3 separate regions of the Mus musculus genome follow, and regions 1 and 2 are each linked to region 3. A link is a contact called in public Hi-C and promoter capture Hi-C data. All regions are on one chromosome and are shown on one strand. The core of a region is the stretch at or near the end of the contact, and the rest is flanking DNA. Distances in the headings are between cores, read along the strand shown.

Evidence for each region. Promoter capture Hi-C pulls out the DNA fragments that hold promoters and counts their contacts. Hi-C and Micro-C count contacts between places; a contact is called where the count stands out from the background.
Region 1: a contact with region 3 is called in a Hi-C map of cerebellum, with 2.6 times the contacts expected there. The contact joins the enhancer-like site here to the promoter of Unc5c in region 3. A contact is called at or near these places in 5 of 39 promoter capture datasets (3T3-L1-derived adipocytes, the HPC-7 cell line, cranial neural crest and 2 more), 4 of 484 Hi-C or Micro-C datasets (cerebellar granule neurons, cerebellum and cerebral cortex) and 3 of 115 datasets of contacts at active chromatin or transcription factors (astrocytes, embryonic forebrain and embryonic hindbrain).
Region 2: a promoter capture Hi-C map of hippocampal neurons shows a contact between it and region 3, with 4 times the contacts expected there. The contact joins the promoter of 4930590L14Rik here to the promoter of Unc5c in region 3. A contact is called at or near these places in 4 of 39 promoter capture datasets (embryonic stem cells, frontonasal cranial neural crest, hippocampal neurons and 1 more), 3 of 484 Hi-C or Micro-C datasets (cerebellar granule neurons, cerebral cortex and forebrain) and 2 of 115 datasets of contacts at active chromatin or transcription factors (astrocytes and embryonic forebrain).

Annotation. Positions count from the first base shown.
Region 1 is chr3:140,705,999-140,710,947 of GRCm38.p6, forward strand. No RefSeq gene overlaps it. Among named protein-coding and RNA genes, the nearest start is that of Gm32754, 210 kb to the right of the region's middle. Within about 2 kb of position 1,688, at least 4 of the 459 cell types and tissues checked have an H3K27ac peak or open chromatin away from gene starts, as enhancers often do. A contact at or near this core is called in cerebellar granule neurons and cerebellum, where this site is marked.
Region 2 is chr3:140,948,627-140,953,361 of GRCm38.p6, forward strand. 4930590L14Rik (a long non-coding RNA gene) reads left to right here and starts at 3,209. Exons shown (of 2, transcript XR_376129.1): 1 at 3,209-3,286; 2 at 3,823-4,050. The region is part of intron 1 of Gm32875 (predicted gene, 32875); the gene reads right to left.
Region 3 is chr3:141,463,414-141,467,907 of GRCm38.p6, forward strand. It overlaps Unc5c (unc-5 netrin receptor C), which reads left to right and starts at 2,151. Exons shown (of 16, transcript NM_009472.4): 1 at 2,151-2,424. The coding sequence starts at 2,301.

The DNA of each region.
Region 1 (4,949 bases), core at 438-2,937, 760 kb before region 3:
ATACCAAAACATGAATTCGTTATGTGAAATTAGAAATCATGTGGAGTTATGACAAATTTCTCAAAACAACTAGTCTGTTCTTAAACAGATTTTTTCTTTTCTTTTCTTTTTTTTTTTTTTTTTTTTTTTTTTGCTGATGACCTAAATGTGAGAGTAACATTAACAAATTGAACAAAAACTGGCTATGCTCTTATAGGATACTTATATTGCTGCTACAGTTTTGTCTAAATTGTTAATTTTGAAATTGTCAAAATACTTTGGAATATGTACTATTTTTAGAGAAAGTTTTTAAACTTTAATCTCCTGTAATCTCCCAAAGATGCCAGGAGTAGACACTAGACCATTGCAAGATATAAGTGCTACTATAACCCCAATTTTGAGAAACTTACTCTAAATGCATTTGGATTAGACATGGTCATTCCAACTTACTTCAAATACTTCACACAATAAAATTTGACTTACTTATGTATTCAGTTAGAGTTCAGGGCAACTAAATATTCTTGCTCAATTGACTGCCAATGATGGTGAAGAACAGATTTTTGACTTAAATATGGTGGCCAAAGAAGGTACAGAACTGATTGTCATTTACCTTCACGGATATTAACAGTGTGTTTAACAAGTAACAATATGCGTCCCCCTTTTAGCAGAAAGACTGCTTACTAATGACATCACATTGCTTCACACAGCAGGGGCGCTCATTCCATTTGGGCATAATGACCAAGCTAACATCAGTTTTTAAGAATGTATGTTATCATTATTCATTACAGTACTGCACTGAAGCTTCTCTGGGAGGCAATAAAGAGCAAAATGTATATTTTAAAGATCCCCATTTCCCCCCTAAATGCTTGAATTAAGCTGCAGTCTGTGGTGCTCAGAGAATTGAGTTATGTCCTAAAGCAATACTTCTCTTAGAGTGCATCATGCCTGCAGATCAGGCTCTGATTAGCCTCTGTGTTTTCTAATACAGTCGATTGATTTTCTGCTACTGTAGCTGCCGTTGGATTCTGTGTGCTGGCACAGACATTCTGTCTTTTGCGTGAATGATGAATGGTTGTCTGTGAGGCTCAAGCACATACTTATTTCCTCTTAGAGAAGAACAACCGTCAATATTATTTAAGCAGAGAAAAACACTGAGACAAACCAGCATGCTTAAAACAGTTTGGGTTTGCACCACACTCCTTGTTCATGCTATCTACTAAAGCAAGTGTCCTATGGGGAGTTGGTGATCGGGCTCAGGAAACAAGATCTCCATCCTCTCTGGTGAAGAATGAATATACTTTATTTTAAAGGGAAGCTTGTATGTTCTCTGAAACAATATTTTCTCAGAAAATTTTATTCTTATACTACATTGGCCAAGACATTGGTTTTAAATGTAGACTAGAACTAGAAAGTAAACCTATAATCTGAGCCCATTAAAAATTTATCACAATAAATGCCTGTGTGAATTCATCTGAGTATCTTAAACCCTATATTTAAGAAAAAGTAGGTAGTGGTTATCTCTGCGCCTGGCTACATAGGAAGCTGATGCTGAGTGATCATGAACTTGAGCCTAGCCTGGATGATATATACCAAGACTATTTTGAAAATAAATAAGAAAGTAATTTCAGTGCCAACTGACACGGATTTTGCCTTCAGACTGCCTTGCTTCAGACAGATTCATTGTAAACAGAGCCTGAGCAATGTGTTCCTGGGAGTGTAGTACTAAAGAGTGTTGTTCACAAGAGCAAGTGACAGAAACCAGGGATAAATTAGGAGGTGCATGGGTGCAGAGGTTTGCTTTCACTTTTGTAATTCAGAGAATCCTCAGCTATGCAAGCTACCAGTCATGTGGTCCCTGAAACAGGGGCTCAGCCTTGCTCTCCTCCTGGCAGGACCTCCTTGTTACAGGGTGCCTCTGGGGAAGAAGGCATGTCTCTGCTTATCAGTTCACATCATCTGGTACAATACAGAGAGGAAAGGGACAGCTATGGGGCTGTTACTAGCCAACAATGACTAGTGGAGGAATAGGCAGATCCAACAGTACGGGGGACTAGAGTTGGGCAGTAGCAGTGTTGATCATACAAATGACACTGATCTGGCTTTTTCCTGCACTGGACAGCAACAATGAGTAAAACACTTTATTTAAAATACGGTTCTAAGGAACTAAGGTAGAGCTGATTAACCAGAGTAAGCCACAATCTGAAGTTGTGCTGTAACATGCAAATTTAACGAAAAGAGGGGAAAAAAAGATTTTTGTTTTAACTAGTCTTTTTTCAATTTGTACATAAAAAGAATCACAGTGTATTATACACGAATAGAATCTAAAATCTTAGTTTTGTTGGGTTTTTTGTTTTGTTTTATTTTGTTTTTTAATAATTTGAAGACTCCTCACGGTATAAGTATGAAGCAAAGTAACCAAATTATTCCTGGTATTCAATTTTGCTCTCTCAAAACCTCCCATAAAGTGTGTTATAGGATTGCTCTGTAACTTCTCAAAAGGAAAAAAAATACAAACTCAACCACTTCCAATGTATTCTACTTCACTAAGTAGATGATACAGACTACACAATGGCACAACAATAACATCAAAGAAACTCCCAATTCAGCTAAATATTTTAAATTTACAAAATTCTGTATAGAAAAAAATGCTTATCGGTTTTAGAAGTCACAACTATAATTCTGCAGTATTCCCGTGTATAAAATGGAACGTGACTCCAAGTTTGCAGGCTCACAGGTTCATTCACAGACACAAACCAGATTGTATACTAAGGAAGAGGTATGGGCCTATTTTCTCCAGATATGGAGTACCAAGTGCATACATATTTACTTGGTGGAATTGTTTCGCCTCATGAAGAGTTATCTTTTGAAAACATAAACCTATGCCATTTACTCTACGACAACATGCATTTTACTTTTCTTCTTTTCAGCTATATCCCGTTGATGTTTTGTTAAATAATTTCACATAGGACAAGAGTGGTATTTTAAAATTTTTATTGACACTCAGTGCCCTAAATGATTGATACCAGGATACCTAATTAATTCATATTACAAGTGATATAGTCTGAAACAATTTCAAGTCACAACAGGCTAATGGATAATCCAGTGCCTCTAGCTCAAGCAGATACATTAATATCCATCTTCTCTTGTTTTGGCTGCTTGATGTTTATGTTACACGGGAGTTTCCACTATTGATGGCAAATCATATGAAACTAGACTGATCTGCCTCCTTCTATATTCTTTCCAAAAGTAGACTTATCCAGAAATCTAAACTTAATGAGGCAGACTCATTACAGTATACATCTTCTAGGCATTGCTTTCACTTTAGTTGAGCAGCTGAGAAAATTGGATAGGTAGGAACACAAAGCAAAAGCATGCATACACATCATCAGGCTGAATGAAGGCAAAGTTTACAAGGGGAGTTCATAGAAAAATGCCTGGGAGACTCAAGTCAATCCACACCCTGGAACAGTCCTCACACTTGAGAGTAGATCCTATAGTAACATTAAGAAACAAATTTCCCAGTTCCTAGTTGAGTAGGAAGTGGGAAAGGTTTAGTCAATCCACTGATCCACTCACCTATTTCCAATAAGTCAACCATATTAAAATAGGGGCATCTAATAATTGTGGATATTTGAAGAATCAATGTCATGTTCTTAGGAAGGAAAGACTCATCTATTGTAATCAAAATCAACTAAGCTAGTGTGCCTTAAGGACACTATATTAACCTATTTAACAAAATAATGTAAATTAGTACAGCCTCACCACCTAGAGAAGAATGAAATTATATCTATATATTTTACTCTGTACAAAACTTTACAAAGTAAGTGATTGCAGGTTAATCTTCATGAGCCAGTGATACAATTTTGCCCCAAAGAATGCCATGAAAATCTCCAATAATGGTTAGTGTTATGTATGTTTGTTTGTTTGTTGTGAAGTTTAAACTTTCTCCTGAATAGTTTCTCCTCTGCACAGCTAGCTATCTCTTGCATGTTTCATGTGGATTCAGCTTGATCATGTGTATGCAGGCTTGTGCTATGTGAGTTGCTACACATCTACTTTTCTCAGCTGCTCAACTACAGTGAAAGCCATGCCTACAGGATGTATATTATAATGAGTTTACCTTCCTAGCTTTAAATGTCTGGATACGTTTACATTTGGAAAGAATATAGAAGGAGGCAGATCAGTCTAGTTTCACATGATTTGCCATCAATACTGGAAGTTCCATGTATCATAAACCTCCAGCATCCAAAGCCACACAAGATGGATATTAATGTATCCCCTGGTGTGATCCACTTGGAGATAGACACGCAGCCTTATCCATTAGCCTGTTGTGATTTCAAATTGTTTCAGAATTTACATACTCATTGGGAACACTATAGAATACATATTGACGTCACTTACAAATAGCTGTGCAGCCTTAGGAAAATATTTAAATTATTTGTTACCTTGTGGTTAATATAATGTTATATTCACAACCTCTCTTTGAAAATATCATGTATAAAACACTTCATGGTGAATAGTACCTGGCACATGTAGGTGTTCATATAATGCTCAGCCACTGTTCTTTATGTGATAAGTCTAAGAAATCAATGAAGATACAGGCAGGTATTGTGATATGAAATGATTTCTATAATATTATTTGCAATAGGGGAAAAACTCAAAAATACTACATGAATTATAGTGTGGAACTATGCGTAACTAAGCAAAATTTTTAGGTGACATGTGATATATAAATCGGCAGAATAGATAATATTGAATTAAAATATATCACTATTATATCAGTAAGATAAATTGTGGTAAACATTACATGAAGTATGATCAATTTTATTACAATTAAAATAGATGCATTGAGATACAGTAAATTCTGGATGCAAAAATATAGTACAGAATTGGATATCTCAAAATGAGTTATATTGCCCTTTTAATATTATATAGCATTTCCCAACTCATAGTGAAACAAGAATTTCTTT
Region 2 (4,735 bases), core at 1,959-4,458, 510 kb before region 3:
CTATTATTATTTTACATCTCTACTTAGCTTAATATATTTTATCTCTATAAAACACATTCTTATTTTTTTTGATATGTATACATATAAGATCATAGTTTATATTAAGTATAATTTGCTTTAACTTTCAACATATATAAATTTATATATTTTTCCTAATGCAATCTGTGATAACATGCTTTGTTAATTTTTGACTTTCAAAATATTTTAGTATACTGGCCATAATTATTATTTCTCTTGTTCAAAAATGTAAGTACTATTTTAATATTTTTGGCATAAAAACAGTAGCATTCAGGTCATTTCACATCTTGGCAGAATATATGCTTGTATATCTATATTATACATTTTGTGTGTGTACCATTGTTTGAGGAGTATCCTCTATCGATGTCATCTTAATTAATGTGAAAAGTATGTTAGAGATTCACAGATCTCATATTAAAAACATATATAAATAGATCACATATTTAGAAACCTATATTCATATATATCAGAATTTTTGAAAAACTGTTGAACACTTTGCAAAGAGTTATGGATTTTCAGGTTCCTTTTGATCAAAACCTTCTTAATTTTCATAAAACTAATAAAAATAATTCACAATTAAAGTATTGCTATTGATCGAGACAACCACAAAATATATTTCAAAAGTATTGAACAAATATAATCTTTATGAAGGACCATATCTTAACACCAGAGTAAGTCAAATGCATCTAAATTGTTTCTCTATATGATTGAAGCTTAATAAAGGGGCACTCTAATTAATAACTGCATTAGGCATGTGTCAATAACACAGATAAATGTTTTATTTGCTGTACTAACAGCCTCAAATGGAAGGCTTTCCACACCTTTGACTCTGGTAATGACCAGTTCTCTGATGAAAAACAAGATGATCAACAGCTGAGGATCAGCTTATAGTCTCAGGTTTAAGCACATGCCCAGTTTTACTCAAGCCTAATCATTGATATAGACTGATTGCTCTGAATAGCTAAACAGTTAATTAGAAAATAGATAAACTTTATGATTAAAACTGAGTCAGGGCATAGTTTATGAACTTTGGGACACAGCTAATAATTCTAGTTTACAAAAGTATCCCCTTGAAATTTAATATATATAAAAGTTATTAAAATAACCAATGTCAATAGAAATACATGAAGAAAATAAATGCACACAGTTTTGTATACAAAAATTAAATATCTGATTTCAAACATCTAGTGAATATTTGTTTTGTGAGTGTGTGTTTATCTAATATCTGTGCCTTCAGTAAAATCTATCAATTAACAAAGGTCAGTTTTCTTTCATTATTTTCACCACATAGTAATAAGTCCTTTTGCTTCCTTGAAGAAATATCTTTCCAGGGCACAGTTACAATGGGTTCAGAGGAAAACTAAGCTATCACTCACACAAACACATACACATACACACACACACACACACACACACACACACACACACACACACAGTGCCCAGAAGAGCCTCCTCTGTTGCCAATCACCTAGTATAAAAGGAAGGGTAGAACATTCTGGTTAAATGATAATGGAAGATAAAAACTGCAAAATTCTGAAGTTATAAGTAAGAGCTAGCGGCTGGCTTCAAAGGCCAGCCTCATTGCTCCTTGATAGGAACCCAGAGGCCCTTCCTTTGCCACTGAGCTCAATTAGCCCCTTTGCTCCATGACATCACAAAGAAACTGGTTTCAATTGTGCTTCAAGAGTCTTTTACACACAAGAATTAAATGAGGCTGTCTTGTTTAATTTCAGCTAATGTAAGTGCAGCTTCTGAGATGGAATTGCTCAGTTATAACACTGAGCTTGGAGCCAGACCGGCTGATTAATTCCTAGCTGTTTGAAGTGCTTTCTTCTCTTATCTTTAGCCATGCAGACCTAACTACAGCCTGAGGAGAGCCAAACCTCAGGCTGGGAGAGAATTTTGTCTCTTCTCCACAGAGAAGAACGAAGAACAGATAAGCTTCGTGGCAGGAAGCTGACAACAAACCAGAAACTTGTTGATTTTGATAAATATGTGGGATGTGGGCTGATTTGCAAAACCCCAAAGTGCGTACTATAACATCCTTATATCCGACTTCCAATTCATTGCTACACTGTGCAATTCTAATTGAAAATTACTATTGCCTAGGCACTAACATTACCCTAAAGATGTACTAGTTAGTTCCAGTTGAGGTTCTTACATAAAACCAGCATTAGCTGCAACAAGAAAGAAAAGGATTTCATGAGTCATCATGGCACCAATTAGAACACCTTCCCAGCTTTTATTGTATAACCTTTCAAGATCCTCAGATATTCTGCTTGGCAATTGCCAGGAGAGTTCTTTTTTGATCTTCAATATATACATACATATGTACACATACACAAATATGCCATATATATATATATATATATATATATGTGTGTGTGTGTGTGTGTGTGTGTGTGTGTGTGTGTGTATGCCTCAGCATGAATATCCTAATAAACAGACAAGCATAGCAGAGCATTTCTTCCAGCCTAAGATGAAACTGGATAGGAATCTGAAGGTAATTAAGATTGCACTTCCTGATTTCCTATGCACTCGTAAACACAGCCCACTTCATCTCACACAGTCTGGATATGAGTAACTGTCTTTTCTAAAACTATGTCCAGATAAGTACAGGCTGAGCAGGCAACTCACACACTGTAGCATCTCTTCTTCGTTTCATGGACAAGACTGCCAGGTGAAACAACCCACACCAGCAGCAAAGCCCTGTTTGTAGGCATCATTGGTGTCCAAGAGTCACACAGTAAACTAAAGCCTTGCCAAGGAACTTATAAGAGCAGATTGGAATGGCTTAGCCACTTGAAGAAACAAAACTATTAAAACTAAGCTGGCTTCAAAAGTGTTCCTCTTTGAGCTCTTCAAGATTTGCTCAAAAAAACATCCAAAGCACAGAAGGAAGTCAAGAAAACCAAATACCCAAGGCTTTTTACAGGAGGAGCACCAGTATTGAAACCTGCTCTTTCCTTTTGGAGAAACTGTGCTGAATTCAGAGACTGACAGGGCAGCAGACAGACATTTATAATGGGTGTTTTTTTCAATGCTTGATCACCAATGTGCTGGCTGGTTCTGACAAATTTTCATGATACTGATGAGAGGCTATGTGATCTTATAAAATAAAAGTGCTACCAGAGTGATACTCACCATAGCAACAGAACTCTCCAATTATGATATCTAAATGTGGACTGCCTGAGGAGGAGAATATTCCCCTCATCATTATTTCAGGATTGCATAAGTAGAAAATGGTGACAGCTATGTACAGATCATGGTATGTAGAGATACAGCCACAACCTGAAGGGGTAAACCTATTTTATGCCAATAACTACATGTTTGTAAAAGAGACATTCTATACTTAAGAAATTTTGTCCAAGGACTGTGCTTAAATTTTGCCAAAACTAAGAATTCAAAATCATGAACATTTTTTAACTGTCAAAGCCACAAAAAATTTTTAAAAGCATGGATTATAAATAATTATAAGTATTAACTAATGAGACAAGTTTTTTTTTAATTCTAAATTTCTTGTTTTGAAGTGTAGAAAGAATATTGTACTTTGGAATATGTCTATGATAAAGCTGTTATAGTTTGGGCACCTGTTAGATAGGCAGCATAATACCAACTGTCTCCTTTATTGCAAACCACTGGGAGGCAGCTAGTGAGTGCCTCATTTTGGGAAACATAGATAAGACAATGATGTGATAATATACGCAAAATTCCATGGCCAACTAGTAGCCGAAGTCTCTTTTCATAATACTTTCTCTGTTGTCCTTTTCAATACTCAAACACTTCTTTCTCTTGTTCTTACAGCCTCATCCCCTCTCTATTTTATATGATCTCCTCTATCCTGATAATTACTCCTCTGCCTCCTGCTGAAGATTATATGAAGCACATTCTTCTCTAAAGTCACAGGACTCCAGGTGATGTAGCCTGGTGCACAGGGTAGGCAAAGCATTCCAAAGCCTTCAGAGATGCCTTGCACAGTGGCCATCTGTCTCTGCAGTGATATCCAAATATACATCCTCCATTGCTAATGTTCTTCCAGGGCTTTTGATTTTTTCTTTTCCCAGTGCTCTTATTTCTTCATGATTCTTACAGGAACGAAGTACTATTGTGGTTTTTATTCCACTATCACTGATGTAAATATTGTAAAGTTTTGATCATTAAAGTCACAGGATGGTATTAGAAAGTACAGTATTTTCATGTACCTGTAAAGCTTTTGTTTTTCCAGTAAAACTGCAAGGGGGTTCTAATGTTTTGCAAAGAAAGTTGAAAATAATTCTTACATATGCAAATATTCAATCCTGCAAACTGTCAGTTGTCACTTGAACATGGCCAAGTTTTTCATTTATGCTATTGAAAAAAAAAATACATGACTGTGAGAATGCTTGCTCTTGGAAATAAATGCTCATCAAGTTCTGTACATAAATAAAGCAAATGAATCTTCACTGTAGAACCCAGGCCAACATTTTCGGCTTTCTTCCCATAACAATTCCTCTTGGCATAAGACTCCAAGTGTATTTCTACAACATACTGTGTCTGCAGAAATTTCCTCATTCTCCCCTCAGAAAACCAAGTAATGTCTTGAATAAATCTTTGGCTTCAATTTACTTCTGTTCTACTTCAATTCTTGCACAAACAAAACCTAAACCAAAGTAAGTATCTTGAACGATATCCATGCATGCTATTCTTTCTTTTGCTATAATTGACAGCATGCATGGGC
Region 3 (4,494 bases), core at 901-3,400:
TAACATAAACGTTAGAAATTGCCATTTCACAGAAGTCACACTTGGATGTGTGTAAGAGTTAATGACTACAATTTTGAGAACATAGATATAAACAAATTCTTGAACTTAACTGAGGAAGGTACTGTTGAACTGAGGTAGCAAAAAAGGCTGAGTGTCTTCTAGATCAGAACAACAGTCATCAATGACAATGCCGGGCATTTTACCTATAGTTAATACTTTCTAACCTCAGGAAACCTTATATCTCATTGCTTCTAATAAACCCACTTTACAGATCAGGAAGTGGAGACACCTGGCCTTTTGAGCCATGCCATCCAGCTAGTAAATCACTGTGGATTGATCCGCCCATCTGGCATCAGCACCTGACTACCCACATTTCCTGATGTGCCCATGTGGGGAGGTTGAAGAAAATTAAGCGATTTTAAAGTGGCAGGCAAAGTCTCCATGGAAATAAAAAGAAGCTAATTCTGTCAATGTCTCTCCCAAGAGTGACCTTCCCAAGTCTATGAAATCCATCCAAGGCATACATAACGGGTAGAGGTTTCAATGGTGCTTGGCAGGCAGAATCACAAGGCATTAGAATTAGAATATTTCGAAGAGAGGTAAAAAAAAAAAAAAAGAATCATGACATGCAAAAGTTACCTGACCTGCTCACCCGGACAGTTCTGACCACAGCTCAAATTAGACTTGAAATCAGCCATTTTCTCCACCCGCCCCACACTTTCTAAACTCTTCTGTGTATTTACATATGGCTCCTTTTGCACTTGAAACTGAACCTTTACGTGATAAAATTATTCATTTTAAATGCACAAACATCGGGGATTTTTCACACTATCTTGTGGAGCTTAGCTGGTGTGTTCAGACATTCGCCTTCCTTTTGTCTAGGCTGGGCTTGTTTTACCCACTCCTCCTCACACTCCTCCTTCATCCTTTTATCACGAATTCACAACCTAACTACTCCCCAAAATGTCTTTCTGTACTGAAGCAGATTTAGTCCTCTCTCCTCGCTCTTAAGAATTTGGAGACTAAGTTATAGGTTCCAACATCAAGTTGAGCATCTGCAAATTTTGTTCTTTTTTTTTTTTTTTTGGGGGGGGGGGGGTTCTCTTGGTTTTGCCGCGGCACTCTTTAAATGTTCAATCTCAGCAGCCACCAAGATGAACAAGCAAAAAAAAAAAAAAAAAAAAATCAGTACCGAGGGAGTTTCCATTGATTTCCAGTTTTTGTTCCACCACAAATAGGTCACCGGCTCGCAGAGCATAAAACAGCCTGACTGGCGCTGACAACCCAAAGATAGTGGGCTGAGCCACTACAAATGCTTCTTGCCTTCTTTCCCATCTATGCGAACAAGTTCCAGCCCGCCTCCGGCTCAATCAAGCGCAACTCCCTAAATCCTAGAGCGAGAGCAGTCCTGGGGCATCTGGCTTAGGCTTGGCCGGCTCAGGGACACTGCCAGGCGGTGGGCTGAGCTCCGCTGGACACCGCCAAGTGGCCTGAGGCGTGCCCGCAGCGCTTGCGGAGCAGGAGTCTGGCGCCAGGCGGGGAGACTGTGCTGCCCCTGGCCGCAGTTGCCTCTGCCCCCAGGTGTCCCTTGTCAGCGCCGGAGCGAGTGAGCAAGTGAGCAAGTGAACCCAGTGGACTCCACCTTCCGCGCGAGGCGTGGATTTCGCTCCATCCTCGCTTACATAAGGCGGGCGAGCGCGCTCCCGCCGCCGCTTCCCCCCGCGCGGAGTGGGGCCGCGCCCTCCACGCCTCCTCTGCGAGCGCCACCCAGGACCCCCGCTCGCCCCACTCCTGGAGGCGACAGTCGCTGGACCGTCGGCGGGCGGGCGGCAGCCCGGGAGTCTCTCCGGCACAGAAGCGCAAGGATCAGAGCGGGGAGCGCCTCGCTGGCTCGCCACTCCTCCCGCTCTTGCCACCTCCCCATCCCCGGCGCCTGTGCGATCCGAGCGGGCGCGGGGACCCGAGAGCAGCGCCCGCTCGGCTGGCGGCGGAGCTGCGGGAGCTGTGGTGGTGGCCGCGCTACACCTCCCAGCACTTCCCGAGTGGGGGCAGAGCATTAGCAGCCGGGAGACGTCAGTGGCTAGGCGCAGTGGACGAGGGACCTTCAAACTCCTCCTCGGAGGCTCCTCTCCACCCCCTTTGGCCCCTGCCCTTGGAGAAAGTGGAGTGTGGCGCTCAGGCTGCTGTTATTTCTCAGGACTGCCTGGCGGTGGCCGGATCCAGCCTCCTGCCTGGCTGGGCTTTCGGCTGTTTGCGCGTCTCCTGGTGGCGTTTCCCTTCCCCGTACACCTCTGCCGACGATGAGGAAAGGTCTGAGGGCGACAGCGGCCCGCTGCGGACTGGGACTAGGATACTTGCTGCAGATGCTTGTGTTACCTGCCCTGGCCCTGCTAAGCGCCAGTGGCACCGGCTCCGCCGCTCAAGGTAAGAGGGTCTTCAGGGCGCGGCAGTCACCTCCCTTTGCTTCTGTCTTCCCTCTCTTCTACCTCTATTTGTCCCCGGCGCTCCTTGATTCCTCACCTGCCTAGTTGCCCCCAATGGAAACCACTTTAAATCCCACTTTCCCAACTAGTTAAGAAACCAGATTTTCAGTCTTAGCTCTGGATCTGGGTAAGGATGGACCCGGGGTGTGTTAAGTGTAGCTGCTGTCTCGGTGCCTGTGGGATCCTGGAGTGTCTTTTGCACTTTCAGACCCACAGACGCACGGTTTTGAATATTGTGTAGCCGGGGGTTTCCAGAGGCACTGATAGTGGCGTTGTGGTATGTGCCCCAATATGTGTAGTGTGCCGAGGCTTCTCGCTGTGCGCGATGGCTGCGCTTGCAGGGTTTTCTTCCACCTCCGCTAAGGAAATATGTCCATTACCGCCAAGGACCCATAGGCGCTGGTGCCCCTAGACTGCTGATGGGGCGCTATGGAGATGCTCAATTCGCCCAGAAAGGACAGGCTCCGGGTGTGCCTGCTTCTCCACTCACAACCTCTTCGTGTCCCGCTCCGGACAGGCGATCCTTGAAAAACTTCAAAACCACAGCTCTAGTGGGTGACTCTAGCTGTTCGAACCAAATCTGCAACTCTCTGGGGGAAAGGACGCTGCTAACCAGTTTATAACTGACATTTTAATGCGTGTAAGCCTCGAAGTGTGTGGCACTCTGAGCAAAGCCGGAGTAGGAGGACAGTGGTCCAGAGTTGGGAATGTCTTGTACGGGTAGAGGGAAGACACCTAGACTGAGGTTCATCTTGGAGGCTTCTTTCTTGTTCATTGAGTTTTAGAGGGAGGTGCAGCTCCCAGACTTATTCAAACCAGTTCCCACCCAGATCCTTCTTTGCCATTTTAAAGATTTATTTATTTATTTATTTATTTATTTATTTATTTATTTATTGTCTATAGCCAGAAGGCAACACAGCTTTGCCTGGAGAGAGAGGCAACAATTCAGAACCAGCTCAGAGACCTTCCCTTTTCTACACACACACACACACACACACACACACACACACACTTCTTTGTGAATTTGGAGAGTTTGGGGGGAGGAGCAGCAACCCTCCTTCCATGATGCTCACAGACTGGTTTATTCCAACTGCAGCCTGCATTTCCTAAAATCTACAGGCACTGATGCAGGGAGGTGGGTGCTGAAAGAAAGCCCAGAGGCCAGGCAAGCCTGGTCCTCATGAGGAGGTATGCGATGAGCAAGGCAGTGTGAATCTGAGATAGCTACTTAGGGAGTAAATTGCTCCTGCTACACTGCTAAGTGGCCATGCTCATAAATCCTGCCTTCCTTTCTGGACAGACGCTTCCTACCCTTGTGGGTCAGCTCTGGTTTGCTTATGCACACATCCAGAGCACCTCTGACCATGTTCAAGGGAATCCGTGCTAGAAAGCCTAGAGTTCTTGAAAGTGGTGAGAAGTTTTCAGGACTCTAGCCAGAAATGCTTCCAGGAGGATCTTAGGAAGCCAACGTGGACAACGATCTTAGGAAGCCTAAGGGTTCTGGAATCAGCTGTATGAGTCCTGCTGGAATTCGGTGTCATTTTTCTGTGCACAAAGGACTAAGCCACTGGGGGGTGAGGGGAAGGGTTTGGGAAAAGGAAAAGTTAAAAGTCCCCAAAGATGCAAAAAGGAGGCAGGATCCCTGTGGAGAGCTTACAACAGCCAAATTAAAAAGACTGGGTAGGAGAAGGATCGATGAAGATAATCAAACAGGGGACTGTAAGTGGATTAATATTGAAAGAAGGGAGCAGAGACTAAGCGGGAAGGAGCTGGGGATACGTTCTGCCTCCTGCACTTTCTCTTGGTCTACACCAGACAAGGCAAAGGTTGAGGATTAATTCTGATCTTCAGCAGGGGAAGAAAAGAAGGTTTAGGGGGTGTACGCCATTCTGGTGTGGATTTTCTCCATTTGCTCTCGATCAGGGAGAATAACTCCCCCCCCCTTCAAATCACATGGTCTGAGATGCAGGACTCTCACTTTTATCTTTGTTATCCTCCATGTTCCAGAGCA